Regions from separate parts of the Mus musculus genome. Here region 1 is linked to region 2. A link is a contact called in public Hi-C data. All regions are on one chromosome and are shown on one strand. The core of a region is the stretch at or near the end of the contact, and the rest is flanking DNA. Distances in the headings are between cores, read along the strand shown.

What was found. A called contact is a pair of places that touch in the nucleus more often than the background predicts.
Region 1: a contact with region 2 is called in a Hi-C map of cerebral cortex, with 10 read pairs. The contact joins two enhancer-like sites. A contact is called at or near these places in 1 of 15 datasets of contacts at CTCF or cohesin (large pre-B cells), 7 of 484 Hi-C or Micro-C datasets (Sertoli cells, cerebral cortex, cortical neurons and 1 more), 2 of 115 datasets of contacts at active chromatin or transcription factors (embryonic stem cells and neural progenitor cells) and 5 of 9 other capture datasets (adipose tissue, embryonic stem cells, liver and 2 more).

Annotation. Positions count from the first base shown.
Region 1 is chr1:87,708,065-87,713,362 of GRCm38.p6, reverse strand. It overlaps Inpp5d (inositol polyphosphate-5-phosphatase D), which reads right to left. Exons shown (of 27, transcript NM_010566.3): 20 at 5,154-5,267; 21 at 3,663-3,745; 22 at 2,211-2,298; 23 at 1,183-1,332; 24 at 74-170. The region is part of intron 3 of Gm33470 (a long non-coding RNA gene); the gene reads left to right. Among named protein-coding and RNA genes, the nearest start is that of Gm33470, 14 kb to the left of the region's middle. Within about 2 kb of position 3,607, at least 36 of the 459 cell types and tissues checked have an H3K27ac peak or open chromatin away from gene starts, as enhancers often do. A contact at or near this core is called in cerebral cortex, where this site is marked.
Region 2 is chr1:87,587,754-87,592,898 of GRCm38.p6, reverse strand. The region is part of intron 2 of Neu2 (neuraminidase 2); the gene reads right to left. Among named protein-coding and RNA genes, the nearest start is that of Neu2, 16 kb to the right of the region's middle. Within about 2 kb of position 3,553, at least 17 of the 459 cell types and tissues checked have an H3K27ac peak or open chromatin away from gene starts, as enhancers often do. A contact at or near this core is called in cerebral cortex, where this site is marked.

The DNA.
Region 1 (5,298 bases), core at 2,358-4,857, 120 kb before region 2:
CACTTTACCCTCTCCTGGACTCTGGTTCACACAGCCCAGCTAGCTGTAATAAGTCTTAGCAAGCTTCGTCTACCTGCCAGAAGGCTCCCATTGCCTCATAGGGTCATGGCTGGTGAGGTTCTTCAAGCATTTCATTCCACTGGATTCATCCCGCTCTGTCTTCACAAAGTCTGGAAGAGAACATTTAGGAAAGAAAACATGTGAGATCCTAGCCACGGCATGGGTTAGAAATGGCAATGTGGTATCTCTTTGCAGGCCAAAGCTGGACAGTAAATAGTGGTTACTGGGAGAGGTATATCAAGCAAGATTTTCAGGCTTCAAAATCCTTACGCTTGGCAACTGTTGCCTGCCATGATGCCTGCCATGATGCCTGCCATGGGTCCAGAAGGAGATGAACAGATACTTATGACCCAGTTGTTATTTCAAGAAATACCTTGTTAGCTTAGCCATGGATAAAACAGACATTTCTTGTCAGACTAGAACAAACTTAGAACAGCTATTAGGTTACCCTATAAGAGTACTTCCCATGCAGAGCTTATCTGTTTATGGGAACCCCTATAAATCAGTTTAAAGGAACCCCGGGCTTTATTTCTGGAATGTGGTTGCTAGGTAATGACCCACTATCTGTTCAACCCACTGTCCTGCTAGAGAAAAGAAAGATCTCTCATGGGGCACAGGAGAGTCACATGCACAGAAGCAGTGGCCCTTAGAGCCCTCCCTGGCATAAGGAGCCCCTGCACCCCATGTTGTGCGTTCCTACACTTGCTATTTTCATGACAGGCAAGCAACCACTATGTCTACCAGCTCCTGCTTGGCCCTGGATGAACTTGGCTTAGCCTGAGTTTGCAACATTAAGCCAGTCATCTAGCTCCAGTTTCTCCATCTGCCAAGTAGAGATAACCATACTTGACTCACAGGGCGGTTGTGAGAGATAAATGAGATGACTTGTTTTCTTCTCATTAAAGACATCGTCTCAGTATGTCACCCAGACTAGCCTTGAACTCACGATCTTCTCGCCTCAGCCTCCTGAGTGCCAGGATCACCACGCTACCCTAGAGACTTTCTAACCACGCTATATTCTGAAGGCACAGATCATAGATACTTGATAGCTTTGCTGAGAGAAAGAACATGTCCTTAGTGCAGTGGCCTCTGGGAAAGCCAGGAGGAGGCTGGCTGACCTACCATAGAGCTTCTCCCTCATCTTGCCCTGGGAGGTCTGCAGCTTAATCTCTCCCCTGAAGTGGCCAGTCATCTCCCCATGGTGGGTGAGAGGCGTGTAGATAGGATGCTGAGCCTCTGTGGTCTCCAAGCGAAGGGCAATGCAGCCTTCACCTGGGGAAAGGAGAGAGAGCATCAATAGGAACATCTTGGCATTAGACGGATATAGAGCATGCTCAGAGAGATGGCTGTACCACTGGGAGACAGCTCCTTGAAGCAAGTGGCCGGGCAGGGATTGCCAACAAACCCTTTCAATCGATGCCTTAGCAATCTGGGGCAAATGTCTGAAGCCTCATAGGAAAAAGAACTCTATACAGATCAATGCTGAGGGAAAAATTAAATCCTAGAAAAATCCATCTAAGAAATGGTATTAAATGTTAATCTGGTTGCTATAGGGAAAGCTTACTTCCCAAGGTTTGAAACAGTACAAGAAATAAACAAAATCAGATAAACAGGTAAGAGTGTAAGTCAGTCTAAAATCTCTATACAAGGAAAAGTCTGAAAGGAAAAGGAGACAGACTGGAAAGCTGACCTGGCAGCAGGGACGGGCTAATGTTCTGCACCTGGGTCTGAGGAGCTGGCTAGGGACTAACGAGAGACACGGTGGCACAGGCAGACTCAGGCTCAAGCCACAGCTCAGTTGAGGACTATCTGTGTGACCTGGGGGGAGTCACTTGACCTCTATGAGCCTCAGTTTACCTATTTACTCACTGGGGAACAGAACCTGCCTCTTAAGGCTAAGATTAAATTACATGGTACCTGCAGCTCACTCAGCAAGGCTAAGCAGGAGGTTACTGGCTGTGGCACCCAGAAGTGACAAGGAGCAGGGATGGTAACCCACTAGGAAAAGTCCCTCTGGGACAGAGGAAGTGGCAGCATCAGGGCACAATGGGTGGTGGCAGACAGGCTTTCTTGAAAGGCTAAGCCACCATCACCCTCACTTCAGAGGCTGAGGCTAAGGTACGGTGAGGTCCCTGGCCTGGGATGCTTACCATAGGACTCGTCACTGTCAGAGGATTTAATGCTGATCAGGATATGCTGGTCCAGTAAGTACTCGGGGTCAGAGATAATGGGCTTTAGCTGCAGAGGAGACACCAGATTAGAGTCCACAGGTGAGGGCAGGTCAGGACAGGTAAATGGGGGTCAGCAGTCTTGGTGTTTGCATGCATCAGGAGAGCTGGAGAGAGGCTTAGTGGTTAAGAGCACTGGCTGCTCTTCCAGAGGTCCTGCATTCAATTCCCAGCAACCACATGGTGGCTCACAACCATCTGTAATGGAACCTAATACCCTCTTCTGGCATGCAGATGTACATGCAGATAGAGCACTCATTCATAAAATAAATAAATACATAGTAAAACGGAACTGAATATGTTCTTTTAAGCAAACTCAGGTCTTGGCTCTTCATGCCCAAGAGAGCAGGTGGACCCCATTGCTCAGCCAAGTGAGAGATAGTTTTCTTCCCTGCCCCACCCCATTTCCTAAACTGGGTTGAGTTGAGCTTCCAGGTCCCTGGTCCATTGCCTCCATTCTTCCTTCCATTCTTTGCATATCCCAGAGGCCAAGGGAAGGTCTAGCAGCCAGGTCTGAAATGAGACTTGCAGTACCATCCCTCTCCTCATACCCCTCCAAGGTCTATGGCTGCATTAGAGAAGACACCATAGGCCTGCTCCCTGTCTGAGTAAATGTGTCACAAACCTCCAGTTGGGCTTGAAATATTCTGTGGTTTGCTAGAGATGTGGCTTGGTGAGTGACAGACTCCTGGATGTCAGCACTGCCCTCAACTTCCTGCTGCTAAAAAGTGTTCAGGGAAATCAGGGACATAGCTCAATGGTTGGGTGCTTGCTTAGTGCTTGCAGGAGCCTCGATTCAATCTCAAGTGCTGCGAACACTAAGTAGGTAATAACCAAAGGGGAGTAGGCACAGCAGGGCTGAAAACCACTTAGGAATATTGAGGTCATCCATCCATGATGAAAAGCATACCCTAAGTCCCTTGACTACAGTGTCTAAGCTGGTCTCTATGGCTTTGGTCTGGGATGGCTACAGTCTGGATGAACCTGCTGTAGCTGTACTCTGGGCAGACCAGCTACAGCTGTACACTAGCCTACAGAGCTGCAGCTGCACACTAACCTGCACTGCTGCAGCTGCATATTCGCTTGCACTGTTGCAGCTGCCCACTAACCTGCACTGCTGCACACCAACTTGCACTGCTGCAGCTGTCCACCAACCTGCACTGCTGCCCACTAGCCTGCACTACTGCAGCTGCACACTCGCCTGCACTGCTGTAGCTGCACACTCGCCTGCACTGCTGCAGCTGAATACTCACCTGCACTGCTGCAGCTGAATACTCGCCTGCACTGCTGTAGCTGCACACTAGCCTGCAGTGCTGCGTACTAACCTGCACTGCTGCAGCCCTCTGCCCCAGGCACATTTTCTTCCTGGATTACCTTGGGAAGAGTCTCTCCAAACCGTACCACCAGCTCTCCTTCACTTCCCTCTTCATTCTCTCCTTCCTGACTCTTGACAAAACCTGTTAGAGAAGAAGAAGCTGGGTTTGCAGACCACAGAGTGAGAACCAGGCAGAAAAGTCTCCAAGGGGTCGCCTTCCTCGACCACGGAGGACTGTCTTTCCCTTCTCATGTCTCTGAGGCCTCCAAACCAATTAGGAGTCAGGCTTTCTGGGGATTCTGTTTTTGTTTGAAGGATGGTCATTTGCCAACACAGTCTAATTATTTTTAGGAAAAATCAAAGAGATTTCCCCCTCCTTTTTGACTCCTCTTTGCAACATCCCAGGCAACAAAGAAGTCATCACACCGCAGGCAGGAAGACTGGGAAGCATGACAGCTCGTCCCACTTCCCACGACACTCAAGATAGCAGCCTTTTGAAATTCTAATTTAAGCCTCCTAATATGCTGTTTCCATAGAAATCTATGCAAATGTCTCGATAGTTTATTAAAAACACCCGCACAAAGCCCCTCATTCCAGTTGGAACTGTTTTGACCCTGGCTGCTGAGCTGGGGCTTCAGGATGTTGTGGTGAAGGTGGCATAATCCCAGGAAGGTTCGGGATGCATTGAAGGAAGGTGCAAAAAGGTGTGAGGGGGTAGAAGGCTGGTAGCTCTCCTGGGCTCTACAAGCAGACAGTCTGTGCCTCTGTTTGCAAGGTTGGTTCCTATCCTTCCCCATCACTCTTTGAACCATCTCAGGAAGACTTAGAAAGCATATAGTTTTCTTGCATAGGAGTCTCAGACAGTATGTCTGGAGATGTTCTATAGAAAGGATCTTTCATAAGCATGGTGAGTGCTCAACGTTGCCACCTGAAATGGGCTGTCTATCTTTACCTTGCTCCCAGTCACAGTGAGCCCCACAACACAAGAGCCACAATATGGAAAGGGCAAGGGGAGGGCCAGGGCAACAGCAAGCAGGCAGTAGCAGCTATTTAGGCCCTGTTAGATCTTCAGCATTCTGGAGCTTTGCCCAGGGCTTTCACTGAGCAAGAAGAACCCAGCTTGGTGGAAACTCAAACCCAGCTTAATGGAAACTCAAACCCAGCTTGGTGGAAACTCAAATGGATTCTGCCTAGAGAATGTTGATGGACAAGTCAGGGACAGGGGGGACCTAGGGGACAGGGACATGGACACCAGTGGCTGCCTCTATCTCTAGGGCTGAGGCAGTAGAAGAACAAACCACAGGGGTGGGGAAAGGGCCACATAGCCACTGGGTAGCCCCATAGGTACCCCACCTTTGCTGAACCCACTGAGGGGTCCATCCATGGATTCTTATGAGAGAGAGAGAGAGAGAGAGAGAGAGAGAGAGAGAGAGAGAGAGAGAGAGAGAGAGAGAGAAAACGAATGAACTGGGTGAGGGATCAACCAGTTATCAATGGAAAGGTAGTTATGTGAAAGAACCTCCCCAAAGGGTAGTTCACAAGGCACTTACTCTCTAAGCAGCTTGAGTGGAACTCCAAGTAGAACTTAGTCTGGGACTTGGTCTTCAGTGTGGCGTAGCATGCAAGAAACTCGATCTGCCCTTGGCTATCTACAGTGCCAGGACCTGGAGCATGGGAGACTAGGATTTATTTGTA
Region 2 (5,145 bases), core at 2,304-4,803:
AGCCAAGCTGTTCTCCATTCCAATGAGTTGGCTTTAAGTATACAACGTGGGAGGTTAGCTAAGGACATCCACAAAGAAGCTTGAGACAGGGGAAAGGGGTCAAAGTTGTCATGAGGAGGAACCAGAAAAGGACTATGAGTTAGGTTCTTGGGGTCCAGAGGGGGAAAGGTGAGTTTAGAGCAACAGTACAGGTTGAGTACAAACCCCAAGACCAATAGACTTAACATGTCGATGTGACAAGAGCTCGTAGTTTAGAGAGAGAAGATGCAGTCTGGGAGAGGGATGAAGCCCCTGGCCAGAACTAGTGACTACCCCTTGTACATAGTCCATCCTACAGGGATGGACCACAGTCCATTTTCAAAAGGAATGTATAATATCTCACAATATGCAATTCCGCTCCTCACAGAGCCATTCTATGATTTCAAAGGACAGTTCTAAAGCTGTGCAGACATCACTGCCTAAGTCCCCCCCAACATATTCTGTAAATGTGAACAGTTACTCTGTTTTATCCCAACAGTGGCCCCAGGAAACCACCAGTGTACTCTCTATCGCTAGCTCTGCCTGTTCTATATGTTTTATACAAGTACAGTCATGCAGTACACAGCTGACTTCTTTCTCTTAGCATGTTGTTTCTAAGATTCATTCATGCTGCAGCATCCATCAGAGCGTCATTATTTATTTAGTTACTTATTTATTACTTTGAGGGAAGGTCTCTTCTATGTAGCCCAGGCTAGGTTGGAATTCAATATGTAGCCAAGGATGACTTTAAACTCATACCTCCACTGCCCAAGTCGTAGGATTACAGGCAAGTCCAACCACATCTGGTTTATGTAATGCTGGACAGCTCTGGAAATCTAACACAAGGCTTCAGCATTCTGGGAGAGCTCTTTACCACATTTACTTCTGAATCTTTTACCACATTGACTTTACCACTTCTATCTTTTCTCTGGGTGAGAAGAGAGTCTCAATCCCCCCACACTGTCGCCAGCACTTATTATTATGTCTTTTCTATTCTAGCTATCCTAGTGGCTGTACACTACCTCAGTGTAGTTTTGGGTTGTGTTCCATGGTAGCTAATGATGTTGAGCATCTTTGCATGGCCTTATTGACCACAAGAGTTGGACTTTAGCTTAGAGGCAAACGGAAGGTTTCTGGGATTATTTTAGGTAGGCCATTGATTGAATCTAATTCATTCTAAGGACGTTTCTTTCTCAGTTCCAGGGAGACAGATGAGCTTGCTGCAGTTTGTCCATGTGAGATTGGACAAAAATCTGGATGAAGCAGACAATAATGACCAAAGTGGCAGTGGTGGCATCTCCTAGAGACTGAGGCAGCGGACACAGTATGATCAGGAGAATGTACTGGTCAGTTTTTGTCAAGTTGACACAAGCTAGCATCACTTGGGAAGAAGGAATTGCCTTCATGCCTGTGGGTGTGTCTATGGGGTGGGTAAGTTATAGTTCAGTGTTTGATGTGGGAGGGCCTAGGTCTCTCTATAAGTGGTCCTACTCCTGGACAGGTGGCCTGAAATCAGGCTGAGCAAGACATGAAAGCAAGCCAGTAAGTCGCGTTCCCCAAGGGCCTCTGCCTCAGTTGTGATGGGTTACTCTGGGGTCTCTGCCTCAATTGTGATGGGTTATCCTGGGGTCTCTGCCTCAGTTGTGATGGGTTACCCTGGGGTCTCTGCCTCAATTGTGATGGGTTATCCTGGGGTCTCTGCCTCAGTTGTGATGGGTTACCCTGGGGTCTCTGCTTCAGTTGTGATGGGTTATCCTGGGGTCTCTGCCTCAATTGTGATGGGTTATCCTGGGGTCTCTGCCTCAGTTGTGATGGGTTATCCTGGGGAAGCCTTTCCTCCCTGGGTTTTCTTTGCTTATCACAACAGAAAGCAAACGAGGACAGAGGCCTGGTCAGTGCTGATTTTTGGAAGCTGAGTCCTGGTTTCCACAGTGTCCATGGCTATTTCTAGATTCTTCCTTTAGTATCTGGCTGCCTTAGAGATGGCAACAAATGCAGTCATTCCTGTCACAGGGTCATGTGGTATACCGGGAACCTGAGATGGATCAGGAACAAAATAGGCCAAGAAGCCTGTTCTAATGGAGTGGACATTTGACCAGGGATGAAAAGGTCAATATTATTCCCAGTATCTATAGGTGCTTGCCAGGGACTGGCTGAGCATTTGACAACAATTACTTCACCTAAGCCACAGATGCCCTACCCTCTACAAGCCCACGAGGCTCAGAGTGATGCCTTTTGTACACAGAAGCTGGAGTGGAGGCAACAGAGTAATAAATGCCAGTCAGTCCCACTGATCTATCTAAACAGCCAAGCCCTATATATTAGAGACAAGACTGAGCCTGGGAATGGGAAAGGTTGGGAAAAAGGACTTTAAGGTCAGTATGAGGTGTCTCATCCACAGACCCAGCCCAAACTCACACACCCACTAACAACTTCCCAACCCATACTTCTCTCACTAATAATAATAATAATAATAAACCCAGCTGGTCTTTACAAAATGCTTTGTGTTTGTTCTCTAAGTACTCACTATTTTCTATAAATCCTTGTCAATTGTATTTACAAATTTTATAACTTACAAATATTTACTCATTATTTAATCCTCCTGATACCCCCACATGGTAGACACCTGTACTACAGTCACCAAGGCACAGGTGATCGCAAGGGCGCTTCCTAGCACCACCCTCTCTGCACTTGAGGAAGTCTCGAGGGCCCTCGAGGGCATCATGGCACAGCTCCACCTCCCAACAGTGGCAGCTGGAGCAATGGGAACAGAACTGAGTCAAGCGTCAAAAAGCTGCAGAGATGACTCAGTCAATAAAAGCTCACCATGAAGTCATGAGGACCTAAGTTCAAGTCCAAGAACCGCGGTGAAAGCCAGGCCTGATGGGGGATAGGGTGCGTTTGTAATCCCTGGGAGGGCAGGGGCAGGCAGATCCCTGACACTCCCTAGTTAGCTAAGCCTAGCTCACATATCCATAAGTGACAGACCACGGGGAGTGACACCCAAGGTTGATCTCTGACCTCTAAACTCACCCACACATACAGAGTCCCTCCACTCTACCCCCAAACACCAAACTCAGTTTCTGGACTTAGTCTGCTCCTTAAAGATTGCTCACTGTTGGGCAAGTGTTTCTCTCTCCTCATAGTAAGCAGTAGGCTAAGTGAAGTCCCTCTGTCAGCAGTGGATGAGCCTGGACGGGATCTGAGAGGCTAACGGTAGACAGGGGTCTCAGTATAAGCCGAGCCTTACTACAGTAGACCATCAATGAGACAGGTGGCACCATCATGTTCAAGACAAGACATTGCCAGTGATCAGAAAGGACTGTGGAACTACAATTTCATTTGGGTCTCCCTGAGGCTACCTCAGGCTGACTGAAACTGTTATGACCTTGAAGCCGCCAAGCTCGGAGCATCTTCCGTGAGGAAACTCACTTCTCCCACACACCCAGGAAAGCAGGCATCGGTGTTCTGTCACAGCAGCCGTGAGCAAACTGAAAAGTAGGTCAGGAAGGTGGTGGGTGGCTCTCCACCAGTACACAGCCTCAGGTGCTGGAGGCGTGTGGCTCTGAGCCTGGAGCTGCCGGATTCCATACCCCACACACCCCACAGACACTCAGCCCAAGGTCCTGCTGCCTTCACTTCCATTCCTGCTGGGGGCCCAGTCTGGCACACAGCTTGCAAAGCCAGATATCTCATTGCTGGTTGACTTTCTCTCTTCAAGGAGATGCTTGATAATTTACAACCTGGCACCTTCTGTCTACCAGAAAACTCCAGCAACCATGCCCTCTCCATGACTTCCAGGACCCCAAAGTACAGGCAAACATCAGTAATTATGGGGAAGGATAAAGAGGTCTGGGATACTTTCCACAGAAAGTACCCCATACCTTGACATCACTTCCCAAGATGCTCTAGCATCAAGAACTCCTGTTTATGTCATCTGAGGGACATGTGAATCAATGAGAGATAAGCCATACCTTCAGGAGTATGTGCTAAACAGGATCCAGCGAGGCCTGGTTGTGTAAGGACAGAGGCAGTGGGAATCTGGTTTCTAGAATGTCTCTGTGGCTCCTGTAGTCCCCTGACCTTGACTCCAGTCTCAGCCTCTCAGTAAGTTCATGCCTATATACACCAAAAAGAGTCCTCCTACTTGCCTCCCACTTGTCTGACAAGGCACACCTCAGGGGTCATGTTGGCATGTAGGCCCAGCCCTGGCCTAATTAGGATGCTGCCTCTCATTAGTCTGGAAGAACTCCTGAATCAGTGATGACCTAGGGCAGCGTGCGTCAAGTTGTTTCTTACAAGTGGAAGCGTTGAGCAACATGTACTCCGTGGGAATAGGCTTCCTGGGGTTTGGAAAATTGTAATTTTCATGGGAGGAGCAGGTCAGGGTCACGTAGAGCCTGGCTGTCACTCTGGTTCAGCTGTTGAAAGCTGGATGACTCCTTGGACCCTCAGGCTCTCTGAAGATGAAGATGGAAAAACTCACATAGATCCTAAGCTGCATGAAGGTACCCAGAGTCAGAACAGAGCCCCCTTCGTGCAGCCCTGACAATAAAGCAGCATCAACCTGAAGGCCCCCAAACAGTGGACTCATGCATTTTCTTAATGTACTTCTTCATTGCTGTGATAATAAACACCATGACCAAAAGCAACTTGGAGAAGAAAGGGTTTATTTTATCTTACAACTCTCAAGGAAGTCACAGGGCAGAAACTCAAGGCAGAAAACTGGAGGCAGGAACTGAAGCGGAAGCCACAGAAAGAACACTGCTTACTGGCTTATTCCTCATGGCTTGCTCACTTAGCTTTCTCCTAGGATCACTAGCCCAGGGATGGAACCACCCACAGTGGGCAGGGCCCTCCTACATTAATTATTAATCACGAAAGTGTCCCTAGGGGCTTACCCACAGGCTGATCTAATGGGTGCGTTTTCTCAATTGAGGTTCATCTTCTCAGATGACTCTAGCATGTGTCAAATTGACAAAAAAAAAAAAAAAAAAAGAAAGAAAATTTAAAAACCAACTAGGAGGCATGTAATATCTGATAGAAGTTAGAAAAGACTCTTTCAGAACACAAAGGCCAGCTCAAGCTCACAGAAGATATTGCAAGAACAGCTATCCTGTCCATTCT